2 separate regions of the Triticum aestivum genome follow, and region 1 is linked to region 2. Evidence: chromatin contacts called from public Hi-C data. All regions are on one chromosome and are shown on one strand. Each heading gives the region's core, a stretch centred on a gene start, on an enhancer-like site or on the middle of the called end of the contact. The rest is flanking DNA. Distances are from core to core; before and after follow the strand shown.

Region 1 (4,655 bases), core at 243-2,742, 250 kb before region 2:
TGCAACACAGGCCAGGAAAAGGATGCAGTCTTCTTATTCACCTACTGTTTTCCCAGCCATTTTGGGTACAGAAGTAGTGCATAACATCTTGACACAGGGATACAATTTTTAATTTTTTGGTCGTAATCTCCTAGGCTGTAGATGGAAAGGTTACTTACGATTTCCTCGATGAACTCGTGCGGTATGTGGTGGAAACAGATCTGCGGATGGGAATGCATGACCAAATCATTGTAGGTTCAGTCTATTTTTCCCGAGGGATGAAAGCAGCGAGTATAAGTTAATCTGGTAGTACCTCGGGTATATCCCAGCCCCCCTTTGTGCCTCCGGTGCTCAGGTTGGTCACCAGAACATAGTTCACCGCAAACGCTCGATCACCCGAGTACCCTGCCACAGCACCAGGCACGGAACGTCTCGCTGATTAGCCACCGTGTTCTTCGCGCAACCACGAGAAGGCGAAATGGTTACTTACCCCTGATGAATTCTCTGGCTTCTTCCGTGCTCCTCGGCCTCTCCCTGATCGCCCCCTTGCCGGAAAATCGATCGAACAATCAATCACGGCGCGCACGGATATACTACTACAAGTCAAGCTCCGGCAGCTACGGTTTATGCCTGAATTGATCTGAGTTGGTTGGTGTCCATATGTACCTGGTCTGAAGTGATCAGAAGGGTAGGCCGATCTCTGAAGTCCCCATCACCGCAGCCCTCAACAAGATTCAGTTTAATGGCGTCGGCCTACATGCCAAGAACAACCCAGGATTGTGTCACACGGTTCAAAGCAAACTACTAGAAGCATCAAGTCATTCTCTTCTGAGCTGCAGCAGCTAGTTGGTACCTTGGCTTTGGCTAAGGCCTTGACCAGCTCCTCCGGCTTCTCCCTCCTGATGGCCCTCTCGTCGATGTCAGCGCTCTGGCAGCACACACACACCAAATACCCACTCCATCAGCAAGCAGGTCAAGATCAGGATGAGGTGGATCTAAAAGCTTGATCGGCAAGTGGAGGGTACTCGACCTTGGTGGTGAACTGGTATCCCATATTCGACAAGATCGCGCGGCGTGCCGGAGACGACGACCCGAGTATGATCTTGAAGAAATCCCATGAAAAAGCAAGTGGCTCAGAAGAGATGAAGCGCGGCCAATAATCGACGGATTCTCCTTTGCAAATACTGGAAGAGATCGTAGGTTGATAAATGATACTACGAGATACTTATGTATTAATGTATACCTTGAATGATGGGGAGTTGTTGGAGCTGGAAGCCATGTCTGGCTCTTCTCTTGCGGGGCTCAGCTGAGGATTCTGAACCGTGCGGAGGCTCTGATCCGAGGCTGTTAAATAATCCTGCTGCTTCCTTGGATTCCAAGTATCCAAGCCTAGCTGATTAGAGTTGGAAGTACTACTACTTGATAATTATAACAAAGGGGGATTAAGGGTTGATCATCGGTACTAATTTATTTAGTGCTTTTGACGGTTGACCATTGTACGCGGCTGTGTGGAGTGGAGTGCGGCATGAGACTTTTCCTGGAACGTTATCCTGTGCTCCCTTCCTTTTTATTTGTCCGCATATTACTTTTGACTGAAATCAAATTTTATCATAGAAAATAATATGAAAAATTACAATAAAAATTCTAATGATGTGAAAATATATTCAATGATGAATTTAATGGTACCGATTTGGCATTGTACATGTTCATATTTTCTCCATAAAATTGATCGAAGTTTGTAAAGTTTGACTTTAGGAAAAGCTAATATGCGGAGTAATTAAAAATGAAGGGAGTAATAAAAGTTTGCTGATCATTTTTGCGAGTATATAACAAACAACACTTAATCTATTTAGTTGAGTTACCTGTCAAATCCCAGCAAAAGGAAAAGATTTACCTGTCAAACGAGCGCTGACAAGAGTCATATTTGTATTCCATTGATTATTCCCTTTTGTAATGAAATGTTTTTTTAACACATTGTAACGAAATATAGAATATTGTCTACCTTCTAACTATTTTTTTTACTAAAGCGTATCCTTCAAAAAATGTGGAGCATGCGAACCAACCTGTGGTTGGATGGTTAGAGGGACTGTGGTATCCCCAGCCCACTAGAGTTCAAATCCTGGTGCTCGCATTTATTCCTGGATTTATTTCAGGATTTCCGGCGATGCGCATTCAGTGGGAGGAGACGTTCCAATCGACGACGAGGTGCCTACGGTGACTTCGTAAATTTCAAGATGATATGCGGCTCAGTCTTTCGGAGGTGCTCATAAAGGTAGGGTGTGCGTGTGTGCGTTCATAGGGGTGAGTGTTTGCGCATGTATATGAGCGCTTGTGTCTGTATTGATGTTCAAAAAAATATGGAGCATAAAGCGGAGGCTCATATACTATTAAATTGTTTTTTTAGAAAAAAAATGGTGCGACATCTATATCATCTATATCAATATAAAAAAAGCGAGTTGTAGAGATCCAACAAATATCACGCGTTCAACCTAACGGTGTATGTCACTTCGGTGTTTAGCTTAAATATGTTTAGCACTAAACATGTTTAACATCCTTCACTAATTAGTATCAACGTCATCATCAACCAAGTAACTGTATCCTAAGTAATATTTACATGCAATGTGTGATAATGTCCGCGTATCCCCATTCATTGGCATTGTTTGTGCGCCAGAATACTCTGCCATTTCTTTGCTTCCAAAGGTTCCAGCATATCAAGATGACAAGCGAGTGTAACCTTTGCGGTGCCTTGAATCCGACCACCATGCTTTCAGCCAATCTTGCACCGTTGGCAGAATATAAAGATCGATACCTAAACGCCTAAAGCACAAGAACCAGACTTGGCGAGCGTAAACGCACTGCAACAGGATGTGGTCCACCGTGTCCTCTTCTTGGTCGCAAAGGAAACACGGCGAGCTCTGATTTGAAGGCCATGTCGGTGCCTTCTATCTGATGTCCAAAGGCGATATTGCAACGCTAACCATATGAAGACCTTACAGGTTAGAGGCGCCCAACATCCTCAAATTGCCGAGGAACATTGAAACTGAATGCCACCCTCACAGAGCATCTTATACGCGGAGCGGGCCGAGTAAATCCCACTGGAGTTCCACTACCAAATGGGTTTGTCCTCAGTCTCAGGAACAAGGCTCATTCCTATGATCAGTTCCCAGAGCCGGAAGAATTGCATCAGGCCATCAGTGTTCATTTCCCCAACAATGTCTGAAGTCCATGAATGAAGGCGCAGAGCATCCTTAACCGTTCTCCTATTCACCACTTGGGTCTTGATCATGGCCCATACCATCGGTGCTATCTCAGCGACATAACTTCCATTAATCCATCTGTCCTTCCAGAACAGCACTCGTCTCCCATTACCTAGCTCCCATTTGACCATGCTGTTAAATGCTAAGGCCACCTGTTTATCTGTCGTAAGGCTCAATCCTTGCCATGGTCGGAGGTCATCCATGCGCTTGGGCCACTCCCAGTGAAGGCGGAGCGCAGTCCCTTGCTTGTATAGGTTCAAAACGCCTAATCCTCATAAATATTTTGGCCTGCACACACGCTGCCAAGCGACCAGACATTTTCCGCCATGTAGCTCTTCCGTCCCAGCCTAGAAGAACTTTTTGCATCCTTTGCCAATCTTCTCTAAGGCCCACTTGGATGCATCCGCCATGATCAAATGGTGGGCGGGTCGCACCTGAACAACGTGATTGATAAGAATTAGTCGCCCGGGCCTGGTGATCAGTCCTCTTTGCCATCCCAGCATCAGCTTGAGCATTGCATCCACAGTCGGTTGCCAATCTGACCTCTTGAGTTGCTTGAAACCCAACTACATGCCTAAATACTTGATCGGAAACGTCTCCATCTTCCATGGCAACACCTCTTTCATCAACTCCTGCTCTTCCTCTGTGGCTCTAATCATGATAGCCGAGGACTTAGTGTAGTTCATCACCAGTCCAGATGCCTCTCCAAAGATACCAAGAGTTTCCTTCACAAATAGCATATTCGACCGTGTCGGCCTGATGAACAGAACAATGTCATCTGCGTATAATGACAGCCGCTGCATAGGCGTGCAGTCTGGCATCCTGCTAAGAACTTGCAGCTCTTGAGCTTTGACAATCATCTCAGTAAGCACATCCATAGCAATGACGAAGAGGAGAGGAGAGAGAGGGACTCTCCTTGACAAAGCCCTTGCGCGTGCATAAATTTCTCTCCCGCACAACCATTGACTACCACTCTGGAGCTGGCCGAGGTAAGCAGAATTGCGATCCAAGAGATCCAGCTTTCAGAGAATCCTTTGGCACGGAGAACCTCGAACAGAAATGGCCAGGATAGAGGATCAAAAGCCCTTGATATGTCAAGTTTCAGCAAGACTCCTTTAGTTTTCCTCTAATGCAGCTTACGGGCCATTTGCCTTACTAGCAAAAAATTGTCATGGATGCTTCTTCCCTTGATAAAAGCTGACTAATTGACATTCACCAGCTCTGCCATGCGTATACTCAGTCTGGATGCAAGTAATTCGGAGGCAATCTTGGGCACACTATGAACCAGGCTGATTGGCCTAAAATCCTTGATATGGCATGCATCCGGTTTCTTAGGTAACAGTGTGATCAGGGCCTGATTTAATCTACCAAAGCCTCTACCATTGTTGAGGAATAGTTTGTGGATGGCAGCAATCACGT
Region 2 (5,312 bases), core at 572-3,071:
CTGATAATGCTTTGTGGGCCTTGATTGTCATTCTCCGTAGCAGGATTAGGAGCAGAAATTCCTTCTTCAATTGCGCTCGATTTCAGAGAATGACGCTTTCGGACCATGATTGCACGATCAGGAGGGTCAATTTTTGCAACGAAGTTGAGGCAGCGCCGAGTTGTGTTTTGTTCTCCAGCCCATCGAAGCGGGGTGGCGAATTCAAACCTCTGATTCTCCAAATTTGACGAGGCAGAAATCCTCCGCTCCAATAGTGGGGTGGAGCCATGGCTTCTCGCTGACGAGATCAGCTCTGCAGCGACCAGAACGCTCGCCACTTCGCCCTTTGCTCTGGGATGTGCGAGTGCATCTCTGCCCTTGCCCAGGAAATCACCTCTTCCGGTGAGGAGGAATCCATGGGGATCATCCTGGCCATCTCTTCCTCTGTCGCCTCGACGCAGATCCGCGTCACCAACTTCTTCGGGGTGTCTCCACGCCCTGGCCTTCGCATCGTTCTCTCCATCCGCACGCGGTGGCTCTCCTCCATCTCCTTCTCCTCTGCTGAGATCCTCCCATCGCACGCGAGGACGCTCAGATCTGAGAATCTGAGGCGTCTCTTCATTCGCGGCTTTGCGGGGAGATGTCACTGGGGATATGGGGGCGGCGGCAGGCGTGCGTGCCGCGGTGGTGAGGAGCAGCGGTAGGCGTGTGCGTGGCGGCGGTGGCAGGTGCGGGGGTGCCCGGCGGCAGCGGTGGTGACGGTGGTAGGTGGATGTGGCCGTGGCGAGTGGAATCGCCAGAGCAGGCATGGCGAGTGGTTAACCGTTCAGTTGTGCAGTTTCCCTTCTTTCCTCAATCCTTATTATTTCTATTATTCTTGCCATCACATACGATGAATGGATTGAAAGTTTGTTTTGAAGTACTTACGTATATAGAAGGATGGAGGTAAGTAGGTAGCAATGTGCCATCACGTTTCCGGTGAGGAAGATAGATGAGATAGAGATGCCCGTCACGTTTGCCGATTCAAATTTCAAAAACGCGATCGCCGAATCCGGAGCGCAAACCAGAGCATCTTCTACCCAGAAAGATTGCCGTGCTGCTCCTCAAAACCGAGTCGCTAGAAACTTCCGTTCGATCCGAGCGCTCGGCGCAAGATCGGACGCTCCAAACCGCGCCGCGCACGGCAGGGCAGGCGGTACGTACAACCCTGCGCTGCGCTGCGCTGCCACCCTGTTCGCAGCTGCAGCCTTTAGCTGGCCCACACATCTTGACCCCTACGACCGGGTCACGCGATCACATCTCCCTCCCTTCTCCGCCTGCTACTACCCCTGTGTGTTACTCTTACTCCACGAGTTCGTACGCTGGGCCCGCCCTGTCATCGGCTCAGTAGCAGCCTTCCTCGCGTGAACCCTGTCGCAAACTCTGCTCGTCGATCACGAGCGCTGCACTGCCCGCCCGGGCCCACCCGCAACCGCCTCAGCAGGAGCCTGCAAAAGCCAGCATCCCGGGCCCACGCGTCAGCGAGGCCTTTCCGAGATTCTCTTGCCCAAGGAAATGAAACGCTCGTCTTCTCGGCTTCTCGCGCAAGAAGCAACGGGAAAACCCTGACAAAACCCCGAAGGCGCCGGCGCTGGCCCACCCGTCAGCCTAACGCGCGACGGCGCGAGGGCGCGCGGCCGCCGAAACGGGAAACCATGGGCCCCGCACGTCAGTGAGAGAGGGAGGGCGGCGGGCCCGCCTGTCAGAGAAGCTGCGCCGTGCCGTCCCTCCGCGGCTTTCTTTCGTGAATGCCAAGCCAGCGTCCGGCTGAGCTATAAAGCGAGCCCAGCGCCACCATTGCCCGGAGCACGAAAAGCTTTCTCCTCTCTCGGCTGGCTGGGTTGGTTGGTTGGTTGGTTCGTAGTGTAGTAGGTAGGCGAGGCGAGGCGAGGGGGTTCGGCCGTCGGTGATGGAGAGTAAGGAGAGCGGGGAGAGGATGGAGAAGGTGGAGGTGGGCGACGGCGGGAAGAAGCCGGAGGAGGGGACCAAGCAGGCGGCGGCGCCGGTGTGCTTCAAGAAGCCGGCGGGCGAGGACACCGGCATCCTGGAGACCACCAAGGACTACTTCAAGCAGCTCAAGGACACCAGCGCCGACACGCACTGGGACTGCATCAAGAACCGGTTCCGCGCCGCCGGCGACTACATCTCCAACAAGACCAGCTCGGTAACGCCTCCTCCTTCCCCTCCCCCTCCTCCCCGTTCTGTACGCACGCGCTCCTGCTTTGCCTTGTTCTGCTTCCATGTTTGCTTGCTGCTGTTCGATCTTGGCCCGTACGTGTCCTGTGCCTTTGCTCGCTAGATCGTGCGTCTTGCGGATTTCGTCACATGTGTAGTTCCTAGCCGTTTAATTTCGGAATTATTCGTCGCGTGCTGTTACGAAATGTTGCCACTTCGTTTCCCCCTTTTGTTCCTCGGATCGGAATGCATGTTCTTGTAGGAATCGTCCTGTTTTCTTTTCCTTTTGTTGTTGTTTGTTGTTGTTGTAGCAGCGATTTTCGCGAGATCTTTTTTGCACCTCTTGTCCTGCACGGAGAAGCATCTGGATAAATGTTTTAGGTAGGTGTGCTTCCGCTCGCCTGATTTTGAGGCTGTGTGGTGAAAACAACCATGTGAATGTGATGATAGTGCAGTGTGGATGAAGTGGCGATTCGTAGATCCTTGGACACTTACTTTTTCCCTCACGCATTTGGAGATTTCTTTTCCTAAGATTGTTATGCTTACGGACAATTCATTGTGCGATATATATATATAGGTGGCGATTAACCTGTACAGGCATCCGGATTTCCTGATTCTTGCTGTCAAAGTTGGGGTAACCTTGCCAGTTGCTGCCTCTGTAAGCATTAGTCAGTCTCTGTCCATGTAGATTTATTTTCAGTTTTGCTGGAGATTATCTTTTGCAACATTTCGTCCTGTGTTCAGAAATTTATTCTTGGAATCCTCTGCCCTTTTTGCCGTCAAATGCTTGTGATCTCTTGAGCTTGCTGTACTACTTGTTACAGTAACCGACATTTCGTGCTCTGATGCTATGTGTTGTATTAGTAATCTTGTTCTAAATGATAAGGATCCGTTCAGACTTCAGTCATTTGTTGTTGGATTCTGTTCTTATAGCGGCTCTGCTGCTGCATATGATTTGCTCTGGTTACTAATCATGCCACCCATTGTAGTTTCTTGCTGTGCTTCTGTATTTGTTCTGTTAATTCAGAATTCAGATAGGCTTCAGTTATGGATTCTGTTCTAAATTTCCCAATTCCAATAGCCTATCTGCTGCTATGTACTGATGCATCTGAATAGTAGTAGTATTATGATGGAATCTGAAATCTGATGGCCAATCTGCTACTGTTCGCTGATGCGTCTGGTTGAATCCGAGGGCTAACCCGTGGCTGCTTTGTGATGCGTGGCAGGTGTTTGGCAGGCAGAAGGTGGAGCCTGAGGCCAAGGAGGAGACCCCGGGGGCGAAGCCAGAAGGGGCACCGGCGGCAGCTGAGACTCAGTGAAGGCTTGTCCTGAGCTCGTGATCGTCTTCCATGAACCAACCTGAAGCTTCATTCACTGAGAGTTGCGAGGTCTTATCAGCCTGGAGTTTTTCTTTTCGCTTTGTCCTTGTGTTCGACTAGTTGGGGCATGGTTTGCCTGAGCGATTTCGCATTGTAAAAGACCCGTTCTGGCTGTGGATCTTAATCCGGTTGGCGCCGCCGTCATTTGCGGTGCGTTTTGGTGACATCTGTTTTGCCATCATCTGTGTTTCTCGAATGGAATGCAAGATCACTTGGTCATCAAGTTCTCTGTGCAATGCGATCTGGTCTTGTTCTGGTTCTTCTTGATGCTACCTACTTCCTGTTGATCTTCCGTGTTGCTCTATTTCAGCACTTCAGTGGCTGCGTGTTGTGAAGCCTTGGACGCAAAGATTTACTGTACACCGTTTTGAGGAAGCAAATGATTTGGTAGCCATTCATCACACTCTCCTTCTATGTTTCAAATTAACTTGAGCAGTTAAGCGTTGTGGTATAGAAGTGCCTCCGCCCAATAAGCAAGTCCAGAATATTGTCTGAAAAAGTTTTAAAATGACATGGCGACTGTTCCGTTCTCTCATTTTGGCAAATACTTTGGCGGGCAGCAGTGTCGTTTTAGGCAACTGTAGTGCTATGGACGAAATTACCTTTCCAAAGTTTTCAATGGAAGCACACTCCACTTTTTACTACTCCCTCCATATCAAAAAATAAGATGTTTTTTGCAGTTTAAATTGAACTGCAAAAACGTCTTAGTAGTACTGTATTAGAGAAGGAAATGTGAGAGGAGTTGAGTTCTATGACTACTGACTAATCCACTTTTCATGTGTCAGCTCATCTCCAAATGTCCGAGCGCCTTCATCAAGTACAGACGCATTCATGAGGATCTATATATTGGGAATTTGGCAAGAAAACTGCAACCCACTAGAACTCTGGCTCTTTTATTCCAACTTGACATTTGAAAAGCTTTCGATTCATTGAGATTGGGGTATTTGCTCAAGTTATTGTGAAGTTTTTGTCCACAAATCAACAGATCTTCATGACAACAATCTTGCCGTCATTCTTCATGGATTTGGGGAGCTCATTGCCTTGTCGCGCAACACCCTTCAAGTTATTGTGAAGTTGTTGGGAACTTTTCTTTCGGCGGGGACGAAACAAAGTGCTTGTCAAGCAACATAAGATTAACTTGGAGCTCTTGTGTCGTCCCACACGCCTTGCAGGATTGGGTATGCTCCGTCTTGAGAAATTTTTGACGGCTTCGCGTCTTAGATGGTCATGGTTAGAATGGAAAGACAAGCAAGCGCTTGGATACATACCCCCTAACCATTTTGCTATCTCTAAGGAGACAAATGATAATGTTAAGAGGGTGCCATATGGACAATTTTTTTATTAGCAGCATTAACACTTGTATGGGAATCAACATGGTTTGCCTGGTGTAATTCTTCTCCCTTTGGATGATGCTTCACGGCCGCCGGGGGGGGGGGGGGGGGGGGGGGGGGGGGGGGGGGGGGGCGAACAACACAAATAGTCAACGACATCAGTTGCAAGCTCACTTTGGACTCGTGTTATCATGCACAATTTGAAGGGAATGTTTCCACGGTCATGAAACCCCTCCCCCTCCCCCTCAACAGATTTTTTTTCTATGACTCAACTTCGATTACAGAGTTTTGGACCAGCGGTCGCATTAAAAGAAATGGTTGGCGAAATTATGGCATTTGTCAGCTCTATAGGAGTGGTAGAAACAACCACTCATCTACTTTTCAAATGTCTACAAATTAGTCGACAACA

The links. A called contact is a pair of places that touch in the nucleus more often than the background predicts.
Region 1: a Hi-C map of leaf shows a contact between it and region 2, with 7 times the contacts expected there. The contact joins the promoter of LOC123089945 here to the promoter of LOC123090927 in region 2. A contact is called at or near these places in 4 of 5 Hi-C or Micro-C datasets (leaf and root).

Annotation. Positions count from the first base shown.
Region 1 is chr4B:48,383,082-48,387,736 of IWGSC CS RefSeq v2.1, reverse strand. LOC123089945 (7-methyl-GTP pyrophosphatase) reads right to left here and starts at 1,492. Exons shown (of 10, transcript XM_044511474.1): 1 at 1,223-1,492; 2 at 1,010-1,081; 3 at 833-907; 4 at 646-732; 5 at 470-524; 6 at 293-384; 7 at 159-200. The coding sequence starts at 1,258.
Region 2 is chr4B:48,135,735-48,141,046 of IWGSC CS RefSeq v2.1, reverse strand. LOC123090927 reads left to right here and starts at 1,821. Exons shown (of 2, transcript XM_044512282.1): 1 at 1,821-2,182; 2 at 3,420-3,736. The coding sequence starts at 1,928. The coding sequence ends at 3,512.